2 separate regions of the Bos taurus genome follow, and region 1 is linked to region 2. A link is a contact called in public Hi-C data. All regions are on one chromosome and are shown on one strand. Each heading gives the region's core, a stretch centred on a gene start, on an enhancer-like site or on the middle of the called end of the contact. The rest is flanking DNA. Distances are from core to core; before and after follow the strand shown.

Evidence for each region. A called contact is a pair of places that touch in the nucleus more often than the background predicts.
Region 1: a Hi-C map of liver shows a contact between it and region 2, with 2.0 times the contacts expected there. The contact joins the promoter of FRY here to the promoter of ZAR1L in region 2. A contact is called at or near these places in 2 of 11 Hi-C or Micro-C datasets (liver and skin fibroblasts).

Annotation. Positions count from the first base shown.
Region 1 is chr12:28,995,212-28,999,644 of ARS-UCD2.0, forward strand. It overlaps FRY (FRY microtubule binding protein), which reads right to left and starts at 2,063. Exons shown (of 61, transcript NM_001205616.1): 1 at 1,994-2,063. The coding sequence starts at 2,063.
Region 2 is chr12:28,668,123-28,672,292 of ARS-UCD2.0, forward strand. It overlaps ZAR1L (zygote arrest 1 like), which reads left to right and starts at 2,354. Exons shown (of 4, transcript NM_001127440.1): 1 at 2,354-3,425. The coding sequence starts at 2,703. It overlaps BRCA2 (BRCA2 DNA repair associated), which reads right to left and starts at 535. Exons shown (of 27, transcript XM_002691807.6): 1 at 370-535.

The DNA.
Region 1 (4,433 bases), core at 813-3,312, 330 kb after region 2:
GAGAGCTACAGTGTTGCACCAAGCTTAAAGAAGACTCAGCCTAAGGTGCATTTCCACTTCCTCTTTTAAGAAAGAACTGACAGACAGTCTGACCTCCCCCCAAAGGCACACTAGAGAAATTACCAAATTCACTCTTGTGCAAGAAGCAAATTAAGATTGAGGGTGAATGCTGTGTCTTAGTCACCTCTGTAGCTCCACAGCCTGGCATGTAGTAGGTCTGGAGTAAACATTTGCTGAATGAATGAAATAATTCAAATCTGTGTCCCAGAAACTCTCAAAGTAGAAATGAAGAGTCATTCTGAACCATCTCCTGATGTGAGCGCAGGGTGGGGGAACGGAGAGAGTTTAGGAAGGGGGCAGAGAATATAAGCTTTGTCTAGAATAATCTGAAAATAGACAAGCGGAGAAAGGTTTTAAAAAAATCCCACTGGCCTCAGGATTGTCCCAACATAATTTTCTATCTAATGAGGCAATGACAGAAATTGACAGAAGAAAATAATCTGGTCTTAACACGCTCAAAATAATGATTCAGTATCACTGAATTTGAAATCACGGATTTCAAACTCACAGTAAGTCTTTCCAGAAATTGGAAAACTGCATAAAGAACCTTGTATGTCCAATTCTTGTCACTAATCAAAGGGGGGAATAGACAAAAGAAGATTCATCCTTATGTGTGAAGTATTAACACAAATAATGAATCCAAGATAAATGAATTATGATTGTAACAAAGGAATGTTGTTGGGGTGACAGTATTACTCCCAAATGGCTTCCCACTTGTAGAAAAACAGCTTCAGACAAGCCCCTTGGTGTATACAGTGGCGCAAAATGACCTGGAAAAGATGGTTTCTATGGATAGCATAAGATGCATATCCCTGAACACCTTCCTGCCGAAGGTACTCTGTCTCTTTTTTCAAAGCAATTAAGTCACAGGTTTTCCTGCCCCTGTTTTGTTTACATACAAACAATCTTGTCCACAGGTCATTTGTGCAGGAGATAATTAATCACCAGCTCTTGGACCTGCAGGTAGGTTAATTAGCATGCACGCAATACAACATAAAATTTTTCTTGGAAAAAAAAAATTTTTTTTAATTTCAAACAATTCAGGACCTGTAATACCAGCCAGTCTTTTAATCCAAAGCAAGTACAAAGGCTGATCAGTGAGATAGAGAAGACTTTGTTTTTAAACTGTTCAGAAAATGCAAGGCATCACTGATCACCTGAAGGCCTCATTTTAATTTGATTCCAGATCCATGATGCCTTAGAGGTTGTCTTTTTGAAAGATCTTCCTGTTAAAAGCTTTAAGTAGGTCAGAACCCTAACTTCAGAAGCCATAACATTCTGATATTCTAATAAATGATTTTACGGTCAGCAACTCACTTGTTTATGTTTCAGAAAAGCACATTATCTGGACTACGACGAACATCAGGATTTTTTTAAATTCAAGTATTAAGTACTATTATATTAACATTATATACTAGTATAATTCTGAACACCAACCAATGGACAAGGAAGAGACAAAATAAATCTGCAAGTGCCTCTATATTAAAAAAAGATGAGCCAGGTTTTGGACCATTAAGTACTTTTTATTTCTTTAGACAATACCCTAATAAAACAATTATGAAGTACTCTGAAGCCCTGCCACACCCCTTTGACACTTCATGAAATCATTTCGATAAAACCTGAGCACATTAAACACACACCAAGCAGGAAATGCAGCCTGGAATACCCCGTCCTGCCCTCACCAAGAGTCTGAAGGGCCATCTCACTTGAAAATTTAATCAAACCACATCTACCGTAATTCCACCACAGCCTCTGCACTTCAGGAAGGCTAGTTCAGTCTCTGACATTTTGATTTTCATAGCAGATGGAAGCGGAAAAAAAAGAAAAAACTTCCTGGGCTCACAAGCCTATGCTTTTCGCTTGAGGCTTTTATTGCTCAGATCTTACGCAACACCCAGCAAACAAACAAAAAAGGTTATTTTCTGTTACTCACTATTACTCCAGGATTTCAGTAAATATTTGATACTGATCTCGAAGAAGCCGGAATCCTGCTGGCTGGCCATGTCGGCGGCATACAAAGAGCCTGTTCCCGGGGCTGGACCGTGAGCCGCACGGAGCAGGTACCGGGCGTGGGAGGGATGCGCTGGTCACAGGTTCGTGATGTAAGCGGGGTCAGCGGCTGGGAGGCTGGCTCTGCGGGTCCACCTCCGGCGAGTCCTCATGAGAAGGACGCGGCGGAGCGGGAGAGGGATGCTCGGCCGCTCCTCCTCCCGGTCCAGGACTGGCTGCCTATTCGCCGGGTGCGGATCTCTAGCCCTGGGAGGCGTCTGCCAGTGCCAGCGACGCCGGCCGCCGGTCGCCCACACGCTTGGCCCGGCAGGTACGGGGCCAAGGAAGTCCCACCTGCACGGGGTGAGCGTGGGGGGGGGGGTGCCCCACGGCACCCCAGCACGCAGGGCTGGGGATGCGCCAGGAGGGATGGGCCAGGAGGGATGCGCCGGGAGGGTCCCCCCTACCCCCGCCCCCACAGTCCGGGCCCCGACTCAGCCGTGGGAAAAACCTCCCAGCTCCTGCGGATCCTCGCCGGTCAGCCCCGCTCCGGGTGAGCTGCTCCCCGCCCCCCGGAGGGTGCACCGGCCGCGCTCCCCCACCCGCGTCCGTCCCCGGAATCCACACAGCTACGGCGGCCCAGTGGCACCCCTGGATCTGGTGGTGGATCTGAAAAGCGTCCTCCGTCCGCCCCTCCGCAAGAGGAGAGCTTGATAACAACAGGATGTCGGCCGGGGCTTTTCCCTCCCCTCCTTTCTGTGCTGCTCCCTCCCAGAAATGCTGACATTTTTGAGGGGTACCCACCCCCTACCAACGTGTGCATCCGAAGGGGACAGTACCAGCCACGAAAGCTCGTCGTGTACAGAACGCCAGGCTCCACAATGCATCCGGCTAGCCTGTGTATTCTAAAAATCCCCGAGCCCAATAAAGCTTATTTTTTATTTGTATTAAAAAGATAAGCAAAGGCGCTGTATTCCTGGCTACACAATGGCTTTTTTCCTCCATGAAATCTTGGTATCAGGTGTCCTGACTTCAGTTAGCGTGGTTTCATGTTGTTATTTAGCTTGGCTAGAGGATTGGAGTCAATACTTTAATCTTCACAGGCTACGTTTGTGCAGGTGGGATTTGGCTAAACATCCTATAAACCACGAATCCTACCCCCATCCCCAGTTCATTTATGATCAACATATTGCAATGGGACTGATAAACTATGCTAATAATTATTTCACAAAATAATCTGAGCGCCCCTCCCCTGACTCAAAGTCAACCCGGATTAACTGTTCATTTGACAAATGGCAGGGAGAGAGTATACTTTCTCTAAGACTGAGAATTTTAAACATTTTAACAGGAAGGAGAACCTTTAGGACTGTGTCCTGAAATGCCCCAAGACACTATCAATACAATCAGCTTTCTCTTCAAACTCCTTACACAAAAGGCAAGAACCCCACCAAGAATTCCAACCATTCATCAGTACTGTCTTAAAGTGTCCTCAGACCGACAGAGTTTTCATTTACATGCTTACCAGAGTTAATGAGCTAATTTCGTTTTATCACCTGTATTTTGAATATGTAGATTCTAGGTGAAACAGGACCCAAAGGATTTACGGAATTGGTTGTTACATTTGAGAACAAAAACTAATATCCATGCCCCCCTTTCTGGTGCCTCCCCCACTATGGACGGCAGTAATGAACAGGAAAGCTTCAGGGTGCCTTGGAGTTAATGAACACAAAGCCCCTCAAAACTCTTCAGAACTTTCTAGCTATAAGATCTAAGGCAAGCTATTAACCTCACTAAACCTTAATTTCCTCATCTGTAAAGTGGGGATTATAGTGGTACTGATCTCATTGACTTGCTGGAAGGATTAAATGACATTATGAAAGTGTTCAGCATAGTGCCTTACATAGAGTAAACAATTAAATTTTGTTACCTTGACATTTATTATGAACTCTTAGGGACTCTAGAATCGAACTTTTAAATTTAGGTTAAATACATTTTTGGTACCATTTAAGGTCTATCACTTCTGAACACCAGTGGTAACTATTTGGGGACAGTAAGTTGGAGGCATTTAAAACAGCTACAATAACCAAACATGCTATTATATACTGTTACTCAAGTCAGATTTTCTCTGACTTTTAAAGAGATCTTAACTGGCTTTTAGAAGTTTTCAATCCTATTATAAACATATTTTTTTAGGAGTTAAAAATACATGTGACTATCATATTAAACGTATTAATTTGTTGAGAATGCCACTCATATACAGTATTTCAAGAAGAAGCTATCATAAAATTTTAAATGCTATTTAGAAAAAAATGTTTCTAATGGCATCTAGTTTTCCCTGTGAAGAATGAATCAGCAACTAACAGCCCAGTTATTGTCCATTAGAA
Region 2 (4,170 bases), core at 1,104-3,603:
TAAACACCGGGTAACAATTCCCAATCAGTAAATTTTCGTTAACAAAGCAACTACCTGGGGACTAAGCGATGAGGCAGATACAATGTGCCACAGACTATGAAACATTTTCCAAAACAGCAATGTTCCGGTAAAGTAACTTCATCGTGATTCCAATGAAGGAAATTTCAGCCTGGGACATGTGGGTCGAGCGGAGCCCGAAGCTGGGCCACGGACTTCCCGGGACGGGGCGGGGGGGCTGGAGCCTCCGGCCGAGGAGCTGGTCCCTTCTCCCTGTCGGTGCGGGGCTCGGTTCCCACCCGAACACCGGAGGCGCTCCCCGCCGCCTGAGACCGCGGAAGGCTGCCCATTTCCACCCCTGCCAACACTAACCGCCTTCAGAGGTGAAGCTGGTTTATTTTTTTTGGCCAGAGGAGTCTGACAAAACGCGCCGGCACTCAGATAAGAAACCGGATCCCTCACGCTCCTTCGCGGAGACCCACCGCCCGAGACAGCAAACTTCAGCAGCCGCACCTCCGCCCACCGGGTTTCAGATTCTCGCGCCAAAAGCCTGCTCTCGGGATATGTCACGCGATGACGCCATGACGCAGCACGCAGCGTATACGCCCACCGGAATCAGAGTCTGGCTGCGCCGTAAGTGCTGCCGCTTGTGGCGAGGGCTAAACCTTGTGTCATTCCGGAGTCGCTAAAGAAAGAGTCGGGATACTCGTTCTCTTCTTCCGAGCCTTCAGAGTACCAAGCCGCGCTGTTTGGAGGGACCACGCCCCATGTATACGCCCTGCCTTCCCCTCCTCCGCTCCGTCTCTCGTTTGGATGGCCGCCCCCAGCCCCGACGCGGCCTGCGGTCTGTGAAAAGTCTTTGTTCTCTACTAAGAGGGCGTCGCCCAAAGTGGGCAGACGTTAGAAAACCCCACAGTGGTCAGTCGGCACGGATAACTTCTTCCCCAACGGAGAGCTCCCTATAGAGTGGAAGGGGCTGAGATTTGAAGCCGGAGTACATTGGTTATAGACTGCGTGTTGCTGTTGGGCAGCAGAATTTCAAAAACCTCTCAGACTCTCCCGGCTTGAAAAGTTGTTAAGCCTATCTCAAGTCTCTTGTAGTTTTGGATAATACTTCCTCCTGCAGGCTTCCGTAGTATCCTTGACGTATCCTTGACGCTCCTAGGGTACCAAGCACCTGTTTTGTGCCTGACTTGCTCTTGAAACTGCCCTGGAAGACAGCAGTCTCACTCACAGAGTATGGGCTGTGGCTAGCACAAGGCTTAATTCAGGTGTTTATCGTAGGACCTAGAAAGCTTTCAACTGGATTCTGAAGGTGATAGTGGCTCATAGGGCTTGCTACTATACAAAAGCTCCTGACCAATGAACAGTGAAAGCAACTTTGGATTCGAAAAAGGGTGCCATTTACTTGGTACCTGAGGTGTCATTTTAGTTTGATCATAATCCTTGGCTGTAGACACCTTTCCAATACACATAGATACAAAAGCATGTGATCATCTAGGTCTAAATAGCACAGATACCCAGGCCTGTGATCTTTAGCCAATAACAGCTACCTCTTAATGAGCATCTGTGAGTTATTCTTTATGCTTTATAAGTAATATCACATTTAACCTTATGATAATCTTATAAATTTTTTAGTATTGTCAGATGGGGAAACTGAAACATCCAGTTGATTTATAAATAATATCACATTTAACCTTATGATAATCTTATAAATTTTTTAGTATTGTCAGATGGGAAAACTGAATCATCCAGTTGAGTAAGTTGTCTAGTAAACAAGGCCCAGGTGGACAGAGGGGTCCATGGGGTTGCAAAGAGTGGAACACTACTGAAGCGATTTAGCATGCAGCATGCAAGTTTCTGTTCAAGTCTTTTACTTAAGATACTTAACTATCCTGTGATTAAGTCTGCATTTAACCTCTAAGAACAGTTTGCTTCTGAAATTTCCCCTTTTGGGGAGAATTCTCACTAGAGTGGACTAATGAGACCGGTTGGCATGTTATACAACCCTCTGAAATATATTTTTTTGCTAAGTACGCTGTCCCCCCAACCCCCATAACTATGCTTCTTGCTGCTGCAGAACCAGGTTTTTTACATTTATGTGTCCTGCCATAATTCTGTCTTCTTTATGCTCACTCTAATAGTGCAGCAGCTCAAATTTTGCTGCTTGTATTCAATCTTTTTTATTTTTAAAACACAGTCTCTGAAATTGTAAGTCAGTATAAGAATAAATTGGAGCTTCCCGGGTAGCTCAAATGGTAAAGAATCTGCCTGCAATGCAGGAGACCTGGGTTTGATCCATGGGTTGGGAAGAAGGGCATGGCAACCCACTCCAGTATTCTTGCCTGTAGAATCCCATGGACAGAGGGGCCTGGTGGGTTGCAGTTCATAGGATCACCAAGAGTCGGATGACTGAAGCGACTATGCATGCATAGGAATAAATTAGAATTTGCTAATTAAGGCATGTGTGTGAATAAGAAGTTAAATGAAAAACAGCTTTGAAAAAAAAAGATTCAAGAGCAGTGAATTGAAGAGAAACAGAGATCCCAATTAGGGATCAGGTGGCAATTAGGCCTCTCTAGGTAGGGATATCGCCTTCCCTCCTCCAATTTGGGTAATAGGCAGCAGCACTCGTCAGAATCTGAAATAAATGGAGAAGCTCCGCAAGAGCGTGAACCAACGTGACCCGGAGAAAAAGGGGGCGGATGAAGGTGGAACACAAAACAAGGCCTGAAACAAACTGCCTCGGGATATTGCGCTGCGCGTGGGCGCCAGGTGGTAGGATGGAGCGCATCTTCTGTGTTCCCTACAGCTTGTACCCGGGCTATGGGAACATGCTACGTTTGGGCCAGTCTGGACTCTCAGAGCCCAGACAACCGCACTGGAGGCAAACCAATGTTCCCCCCACTTTCCTGGCCAGGCCCAGGCTGCTGATGCCCTCCAATGCCTCCGACTGCTGCGTGGACCCTTACAAGAGAGCCCAGCTCATGGCCGTTTTCTCCCATATGAACCCTGGCCTGAGCCTGCGGCTGCGCAAGGCCAACACCAAGGATGTGGGCGTGCAGGTGAGCCTCCGGGTGGGCAAGTCCGTGCAGTGCTCTCTGGGGCCTCGCACCCTGGACAGCCTCTCCCCCTGGGCCAGCGCAGGCCACAGGGCACCCGCATCTGCATGGGGCGTCTCTTCGTCGGTGCCCGGCCACTGGGGTGAGGTGCGACTGCGGGAGGAGCTCTCGGATCCTCCCGAGGCTGGCCAGCCGCCCCCGCCACTACCACCACCATCACCACCACCAAGGTCGGAAGAGGATCCCCCCGAGGAACTTCAGCCACGTGAGGAGCTGGTGGAGGAAGACTCCTCGAGTCCTCGGGAGAGGAAGAGCAAGCCGGCCCCGGTAGACTCCAGCCAGCCGCTTGGGAGGCCCAACTTCCAGGTGAGCTTTCTCTCCCCTAGCCTTAGCCTTCTTTTTTTCCCCTGCCATTTCTGGCTCCATGAGAGCAGAATCTTATTGCGCTTCCTCCCTTTATTTGATAAAGGAGAGAGGAAGTTCTGAAAACATGTATTTTACATGTCCTGTGTGGGTTTTTAAAATTTATTGATTCGACTGCTTTGGGTCTGACTGGCGGCACGCGGGATCGTTCCTTGCAGCGCGCCTGCTTTGCTCTAGTTGCGACTCTTGCTCTAGAGCCCCTGGCTCAGTAGTTTCGAATGTGGGATTCTTAGTTTCCAACTAGGGGTCCAACCCACCTCCCCGTATTGGAAAGCAAATTCTTAACCACTGGACCACTAGGGAAGTCCCTGTGTTTTTGCTTTGTTTCTTTAGCTTTTTGGTAAAATAAGAAGCCAACTTTAAGCCTGTGAAACCCCAAAGTTTGGGAACCATAGCTGTTGCAAATGAGGCAAAAGAGGGGTTTTGGGTTTGTGATCAGATCTTCATTTTGTGCAGCTGGTGCTCATGGCCTTGGGGAAAACAGATTGGAAAAGCCTGAGAGAAGCTAGAAGGGTCCCAGAGTAATCAGTCCTTGACAGCTGAGTTCATGTACTGACCTTGAGAATAGCTATGAGTGAGGTTAAGGAAGCTTCCTGTTTTTTACTTATACAAAACCACAAGGATAGCAGGATCTGGCTTTTTATCCTCCTCCTTCCTTCACCCCTCAGGGCTTCCGTTGTGTGGCTTA